2 separate regions of the Phocoena phocoena genome follow, and region 2 is linked to region 1. Evidence: chromatin contacts called from public Hi-C data. All regions are on one chromosome and are shown on one strand. The core of a region is the stretch at or near the end of the contact, and the rest is flanking DNA. Distances in the headings are between cores, read along the strand shown.

Region 1 (4,281 bases), core at 1,552-4,051:
AGCAAGGCATTACTACTCTCTCTCCACAAGGTGGCGCCATATTCTCTATCAAACACAGTGGAGGCCTGGGGGAAGGTTAAAAGGTCCACAGACCACAGACCTGAGGCAGGTCAACAAGGGGACTGAGCCAGGTTATCCTATGATGACCTGTCTCCCCAGTTGTGTAAGTGTTTTGAGCTCTAAAAAGGGCTTCGTTTACAGAAGTGCATATGGACAGAAGCCAAAAAAACCCCGCCAACCCCTCCGGTCCCACTGGTGAGCATGAGGGTAAAAGGAGGCAGGGGTGGCCCGAAGCCTGGCTTTATAGTCTCCAGCCTCCTGTGCCAAATGAGGTCACTGTATTTCTAAACTCGGCCCTTTCCTTGCTGGCCCCCCACCATCCCCGATTCTCAGTGGGCAAGGAGCAGGCAGGGTCTGCAGGATCCCTGGCATATGTCACGGCTCTGACCTCTTTGGGGGCTTCACTGCAGATGAATTCCTCAAAGATCCTGTGAGCCCGGGAGGCCAGCTTGGTAGCTGACCGGAGCTTCCTGAACTCCTCACAGGCCAGCCAGAACTCCAGGTTCTCCTCGCTGAACTCTGTCTTCAGGAAGGCGTGGAAGGCGGCCACTCCATCTGGGGTTGCAGGGAGAGAGGAAGAGACAGGTCAGACAGCGGGGACAGCCAGCCGGGAATAGAAGAAGAAAAGACAGCAATTGTAGTTAATGGTCTATTTTTAGGATGTAATTTTCTCCAACAAGGACCTGCCTTTGTATTCTGAATAGAGGCTGGCACACTAGGGGATCATTATTATTATTACTACTACTGCTATTTTGCCCACACTTTTAGCATCCTCAGGCTGCCTCCCCGGCACATGGGCACACACGTGCCATCCACAGACAGGACACAACAGGGTCCCACTCACTCTTACTGCTCAGCAGCAAGTCAAATGACTCTCTCCACCCCAACACGTCTTCTGAGAAGTTTCTGCTAAAAAAAAAAAAAAGGCAGGATTTTAATTAAAAAAAAAAAAATCAACAAACTACTGCACAGCACAAATCCTAGCCAGAACGCTGATGGAAGTTGTATAATTCACACAATTGTATAATTGGATAATTATTGGAGCTGATGCCTCAAAATCTTAGTTGGGGTTCAGGGAAATAGTCGTGTTTTCTAGAGGACAGCTCAGTAACCAGAAACCAAAGCAGAGAACTTCTGGCCCTCATTAAATATCTAAGACTGTGTTCTTCACTGTCCAAAATTCTTTCTAGCCCCCTGACTCTCAGAGCTTGTTTTGTATACTTTCTTAAGGAAATAAGGGTCTTATGAATAGAGGTTATGTCTACCCATAACCCCAGAGCCTAACGCAGCACCTGGCACAGTTGATGGTCAGTATAAAAGGGCTTCCAGGTAAAGTGCATGTCAGTGGAAGTAGTCACTAATTTAAAACCCTCCAGTGGCCTTGGACCCTGCCCTTGCCCTGGTTGCATGTGCAATGACATCTCCAGGTGCGAGAGTCTGGTAACTAGACATTCAGGCCCTGGGTATCTTCATTTGTTGGTGGAATTAGAAGCCTGGAGCCATCCATGCAGTCTCCCATGAGCCAGGCAGCCCTAGCAGACCGGCTATGACCAGCTCCATTACAATCTCTAGGAAAAGGTCACCAACGTCCACGCTGACATGTCCTAATTTCTCCTGGTATTTTCCTTCTCAGGACTCCTTTCCTGAATCTGGCTCCCTCCCTCTAGGGGCCCTAGGCTGTTCAGCAGGACTTACCCCTCTTTACTGTGTTTACTGTCCCACTCGAACTTGCCAACACTCCCAGTACCGGAGCCCAGTTCTGACTTGTGAAGAAAGATCCCCAGCCGTGTCTTGAACTCTTTGGCTCTGGAAGACAAAGCACGAGCTTGTGAGGATTCTCCACTCGCTCAGCCAGGGCAGAGAGATTTATGAGGTCCCAGAAGAGCTCAGGTTAGTGTCACTCAAATTCCAGCCTTGGGGTTCCTGGGAACCCGTAACTGTTCCCAGGGCCTAAACGTTGCCTCTCTCAGCGGTATCATGAACCCAGAAACAATGAAAGCAATATTTAAGCTGTGCCTCGGTAGGTCTTATACTTTCTGGGTCTACAGTACAGCACACATGGGCTTTTGCCTACTTAAGTCACACTGATCCATCTTTGTGCCTGTTGATTAGCAGAAGGCAGGTCAGCACTCTCTTAGACTTGTCACAAATATTTCTGGAACTGTGTGGAAGCTGATTTCTGCCTTCCTCTTTACTTTTTCCTTCCCAGCTCCAGCGAGGATTGGAGTCGGTGAATAGCTCCCTGGGAAGCGGGCACATCCCTCACAGGGGGGGCTGCTGAAAAACACTTCCCTGCCTTTCCAGGGCCAGAGGGCCCCTAGACCTATGACTTAGAATGAAAACCAAGTGCTTAAGAAACCGGGGAAGACTCGGTTCTGCCTGGTGATGCCACCGTGGTTTTCCTGAAGCTGGGTCACCTGAGTAGAAGTGCCACTTGTCAGAGGGTGGGGAATGGCAGTAAGCAGTGGTTCCTCTGCTTCCCTTTGCTTTGCCTTCTCCGTTCTCGTCGCCCATCCTTCTCTAAGACTCGAAGGAGGCATCTGAGAACGTGGAACCAAGTTGACCTCTGCCTCTCGTCACTTGCGTCCCATTCTCCAGCCCACCCAGGTCTGCAAGCCTGCCGCCGCTGCACTCCCTAAGGTTGGTGGGACTTGTTCTTCCTCCAGGCAGCTGGACAAGCTGCTCTTACCTCTCCAGGCAGTTGGTGGGGAAGGCGGCCAGGGTCCGGCACATGGCTGCGGGTGCAGGGCAGCACGTCGTGTGGAGGATGGTGACGGGCTCCAGCGGGCACCGCAGGGCGCGAGGAGGCAGAGCAGCAGCGGGCAGCGCCTGTCTGCTCAGATTGGGTTTATTCAACTGCTTGCGCCGAGCCAGCGGCTTTTATTGCCTTGGAGGGGGCGTGGCGGGGCTGCGCGCCGCCGACCAATTGGAGAGCGGTACTGAGCGCGGGCGAAGGCGCAGGAGGGGCCTGGAGCTCGACGGGGCGGGGCTCCCTGCCCGGGATGCGCCGCTACCCTCGTGCAACCTTCACACCACGGGGGTGCTCACGGGGCTAACCCCCTCCTCTTGGCGGACACCAGCGTGGGGAGGGAGAAGCGGCAGAGAACTCACACGGAGAAGAGAAGCGCACACCCAGTTTAGTAGGGGGAAAAAAAAAAAAACCACCTTCTGCCGCTAGTAAAAGCAGGAAACCAGCTCAGCAGTGCCAGGAGGATTGGTGTTGAAGTGCCTCCTCGGGGAGGCACGCACGGTGTCGAGCACAGCCTGAGCCTGAGTCTGTTGGGTCCTGCAGGACCGGAGCACAGGATGCAAGCCAGGCAAGAGAGCATCATGGTTATACTGATAACTTCCATTTACTGTGCTCCTACCCAAATGGCCACGGGTCAACTAAGTAAGCCCTTTGTCATCATCACCTCCATTTTATAGATGAAGAAACTGAGTCAGAACGTTAGAGAGACGTGCCCAAGATCAGAGTTAGAAATAGCAGACAAAGGTTGGGGGTGGTGGCTGGCTTTATTGAGCATCTACTATGTACTTTTTTTTTTTTTTTTTGCAGTACGCGGGCCTCTCACTGTTGTGGCCTCTCCCGTTGCGGAGCACAGGCTCCGGACGCGCAGGCTCAGCGGCCATGGCTCACGGGCCCAGCCGCTCCGCGGCATGTGGGATCTTCCTGGACCGGGGCACGAGCCCGTGTCCCCTGCATCGGCAGGCGGACTCTCAACCACTGCGCCACCAGGGAAGTTCTACTGTGTACTTTTTTACTAAGACTCGGGTTAAATAACTTGCTCAAAGTCACACAGTAAGTGTCTTGCCAGAAGTCAAATATGAATTTACCATGCTTTTTCACTGCCCCTCCGCAGATTAGAATCCCACCACCTCCGGAACCAGTGAATGATCCTGCCTTTAAGCAGTTGCTAGCTAGTTCGGCATCCTCATCCCTGAGATAAAGGTAATAAATGCTCTGCCTCTCTCCTCACTTTCCCATAAAGGCATCACAGCCACCCCATTGCCCCTCACTTCCCTTTGGGATTGCTGTTAAGAGGCTGCACTTGAAGTTAAGAGTGTGCCATCTAGGGATAGATTTCTCAGTTTCAAATCTGGGCTCCACTATTTACTGATGGGAGACTCTAGGCGAGTTTCTCAACCTTTCCATGCCTCTGTTTCCTTGTCTCTAAAACAAAAACATGATGTGCTTATTTCCTAACGTTGTTGTGAGGACTA
Region 2 (4,200 bases), core at 809-3,308, 180 kb after region 1:
CAGGAGCCTGGCTCCACATCCTGATCCAACGATGGAACATGTGGCCAATCTGATCAATTACAGTGCTCTATATCCCCCAAGCTCTTTCCTCTACATCACCGAGTTTCAAACCTGAGTTACAGTGAACAAAATATGATGTGGAACCCCAATATTTTTTAAAAAACAAAGGAGAGTTGAAGGGAGTCAATGCCTCCAAACCCCACACTCCTGGCCTGCAGGTGGACAGACACTATGCTCTCTGCACTGTGGGAAAATAAAAATAAAAAACAAAGAAATAGGACCCGGTGCCTGCTTGGAGCACCATCACAGTGGTGTTAGGGGGCAGGAAACAAAAGCATGAAAAGTTAATAAAGGTGATTAAATAATACTGGATAACAAGAGATGAAATGTCACAGAGCCCTTGCCACTCATCAGAAAAGTGTCAGAGGACTTTAGGCCAGCAGTGAGATTTTATTGTCTCTCCCTTCTAAGGCCTACTCAATTGTCTAGGACAGGTGTCACCTCCCCCGCAGGAAGACTTTCCTGAAACACTCTCTTGCCTCATCATGCACACACTTACACATAAACACACACCCACTCAACTAGCCCACTGAGAGTCTCCCCTCAGGGTTTCTTAGCATCTTTGCACAGGTCTGTATATTTTTTTTAAAATAAATGCCTTTCCTACAATTCACAGTAGAGGCTGTGAGTTTCTTCAGGGCAGATAGTGGATACTGGGATGTGCACTGCCCTCCATTCTAATGAGACTCTTTCTACCCTCCCCTCTTTCTTTCCATCTCTCCTTCCAAGGGTGTCAGCCCTCTATGACAACCTAAAGGCTCTCCCTGCCTTTTCCTGCTCCTTCTCCCCAAAAATCTCCCTGCACAGCAACTCCCATTTTAGCATCTGCTTCTTAGCAAATCCTAACACATTATAATAAGGAACTGCTGTGTACTACCAAATATATATAAACATTTATATAAACATGTATTTATTTATAAAACATTATATAAAATATATTCAGAATACTGGCTTTTTGGCTGACAATATTAACCCTAATGGCTTATATCTTTTGGGTGTTGAAATACTTAATTTTGCATATATTAAAATATGACTAAAAAAATACTAACATTGTCCCCTTGGAATATAATATTCTTTTTAACACTACAAAACAAATAGGTGTCACTAGGACTCTTTCTTCCTTCCTTCCTTTTTTGCAGGATAACAGAATAGCAGTTAATAGTAACAGCTCCCAGACTACTTGAAATCAACCTACGGCTCAACCACTCACTGGGTCTATGGCCTTTGGCAAATCACTTAACTGTCTAAACATCGGTTTCTGATCTATAAAATGGGAGAATGCGTCCTCATCTGTAAAATATGAATTTAAAAAATAGTACCCACCACACAGAACTGTTTTATGAATTCATTAATGAATTAATTTCTGGTGCTGTGTGCAATGAAAGAATTATCCTAATGGATATAAAAGCACTTTGCAAACCAGAAAGCACTTTGAGAAATTCATTTTTTTCTAAATGAAACAAGCATCAGCCATTGCCTTTTATAGAAATTTGAGGTTAATTCACATCAGCAAGAGAAAGCTGAGGACTTGTTTATGGCTGTGTTTCTGATTAACACAGCACTTGATATTAGAAAATAAACTCTTGACGTTCCTGCAAGTGGACCACAAAATACCTGTTGTTGCAGGGCCCTGGACAGAAGAAAAGTTAAGACGGAAGAGAGCCCAGGACGCGGAAGTGCTAGGAAAGGCCTAGCAGAAGAAGGGGGGCTGCAGCAGAGCCGAGCCGCGGGTGAGCACGCGCTGCGGGCACCCAAGTGCAAGTTCAGATGCTCGCAACTATCAGGAAGCTGCGACTGCGCGCCCATGTTCATTCAGGCCCCGGCGTTCGGGGGCCCCCTCAAAAACAGGGAGCTCCACCTTTGCCTAACGCTTTGGGAGCGTGGGGCGGCGCTACAGCCCCAAGGCCCCGGGGCGGGGCGGGCACGTGGTGCGCGGCCCCGGCGATAAAGAGCGCGGTTGGGAGCGCGGCGCGCAGCGGCGGAGGTGAACCAGCGGCGTCTGGGTGAGAGCGGCAACGCAGGCGTGGACTGACGGACGGACGGACGGATAGAGACTGACCGACAGCCAGGGAACGGGGGTAGAGGGCCGGGGCACTGGACTCGGCGGTGGGTGAGGCGCCGACGGCCGGACGCAAAGGGCAAGACAGGGGAGCTGGGAAATGGAGCCTGAGGAAGTGTGAACGTGACACCTTCCCGGCCCGGACGAGTGTCTGTACGGGCGGGGTGGAGGGACCCACTCCCCTGGATTCTGTCCAGACCACAGAGCCGGGCCCTAAGGATCCTTTTTTCAAAATGATCAGAGGCAGCCACTGGGGGGAAGAGAGTTTAGTGATTAAGTGTGATACAGTCCCTTCATTTGATGGGAAATTGTATTTCTGCATTTTTGTTTGTTTAGGTTCTCTATTTGTTTCTTCCTTTCCAAGTATTAATATTTCTCTCTCTAGTGATTCCTCATGCCCAGAGCTGCATCCTCCTCCTCCACCTTCCCCAGAGATTTTTTTTTTTTAACTTTTACCTTTTAAGAGAATTTGACTTAGGCAACCTGAATTCTTTGCACTAAGGGTTCTTGTCTGTGGATAAAGGTGTAAGATTTCGAGAGTAATAGGCCCTGCCCAAGTGTTTCAGTAGTAACATTCTAAATTCATATTAAGCCTTAGGCTGGAGAACATTCTATTTGTGGGTTTTTTTGTTGTTGTTTTTGTTTTTTGCAGTACGTGGGCCTCTCACTGTTGCGGCCTCTCCCATTGCGGAGCACAGGCTCCGGACGCGCAGGCCCAGCGGCCATGGCTCACGGGCCCAGCCGCTCCGGGGCATGTGGGATCTTCCCGGACCTGGGCAAGAACCCGTGTCCCCTGCATCGGCAGGCGGACTCTCAACCACTGTGCCACCAGGGAAGCCCTCTATTTGTTTTTGATACAAACTATGACGAATTTGAAAGCATAACCTTACCCAGTTTTTATTTAAAACTCGAATTCACAAAATCTGGATCATTCTCAGTTACGGTTGTTGTGATTTTTTACCCCATCTCTTCCTGTAGCAGTTTCACAGTTTACAAAGCCAGCAGTCTTTGCTCGTTTACTTGGTGTATTGCTCTGTGCAAAGACAGATTTTTGAAGCTGTTCTTGCCCCCTGATGGCTTACACTCTAGACGGACGAGCCAAAACTACCTTGCTAAATATCTCTTATGTAAAGTTTTTAATGAAAAACAAACGTTTGAGGGAATTCTGAAGAGTAAGAAGTTATTTTCATTTAGGGAATCAGAGAATGTTCTCTAGTTTTTAAGGTGAGTTCTGAAAGTTGGTTATACTGAAGGAGCTGAAGTGGGAGATGTTGCCATTCCGGGTGGGAGAGCCGGACAAGCCAGCACAAGGTAGGTAGCAGTGGGGACCAACTGGGCTAGTGCACTTCGGGTGTGAAGACATCTATATGGAGACCCAGACCATGGAATTTGGTATTTGTCCTGGGGAAGCTGGGAAGAAGTTAACTGGCCTTTTTCCGGCAGGGCAAAAGCAAGATCAGAAATGTCTGAGCTACCGGGCGGTTACTCTGGCAGCCTGACTATTTTGAAGAAGAGAGTTGAGATTAGGGCAGTGACTCCCAGGCCCCATATCTTTAACCAATCAAACTGTATTTAAGTGCACTTAATTTGAGATATATGGATATCTATATCTATCTATCTATCTGCCAGTCCAAGCTTTTGACCATCCTAAGAATATCCTTGTAACTGCTCTAAATATGAAAGAAATGCAGCCAAAAGCACAAGAATATGGAAATCTAGGGTGTACAGCCTAGTACTTTCCAATTTAGGAGACTTTTAATGCGGAACCTAGCTCTCTGGACTCTTATCACTTGAACTTTCTTGAGTCCCTACGGGCCCCTTGGACATGGAGTTGTGCCCAATGGTCTAGATAAGAGGTAACAAAGGGTAAGTTAGGAGAGGGGCAGTAAGGCGGGAGAGAAGGATTGCAGGGAAAGAAGATAACAGTTGGAACTGAAATGACTTAGACTCTGAATAGAAAAGAGTAGCCAGGGTTGGAGAGGCGGGTACCAGTGGAGCTGAGATGACAGGAAAAAGTGTGCTGATAAAGGAATGCTACTTGCTAATGTCCTGTGGTCAGCAGACAAGACTTCATGGAGGGG

What was found. Hi-C and Micro-C count contacts between places; a contact is called where the count stands out from the background.
Region 2: a Hi-C map of kidney shows a contact between it and region 1, with 6 times the contacts expected there. The contact joins the promoter of NPL here to the promoter of RGS16 in region 1. A contact is called at or near these places in 2 of 2 Hi-C or Micro-C datasets (kidney and lung).

What each region holds. Positions count from the first base shown.
Region 1 is chr1:138,394,347-138,398,627 of mPhoPho1.1, forward strand. It overlaps RGS16 (regulator of G protein signaling 16), which reads right to left and starts at 2,802. Exons shown (of 5, transcript XM_065875247.1): 1 at 2,750-2,802; 2 at 1,756-1,866; 3 at 905-969; 4 at 449-615. The coding sequence starts at 2,793.
Region 2 is chr1:138,572,262-138,576,461 of mPhoPho1.1, forward strand. It overlaps NPL (N-acetylneuraminate pyruvate lyase), which reads left to right and starts at 2,059. Exons shown (of 12, transcript XM_065876683.1): 1 at 2,059-2,063.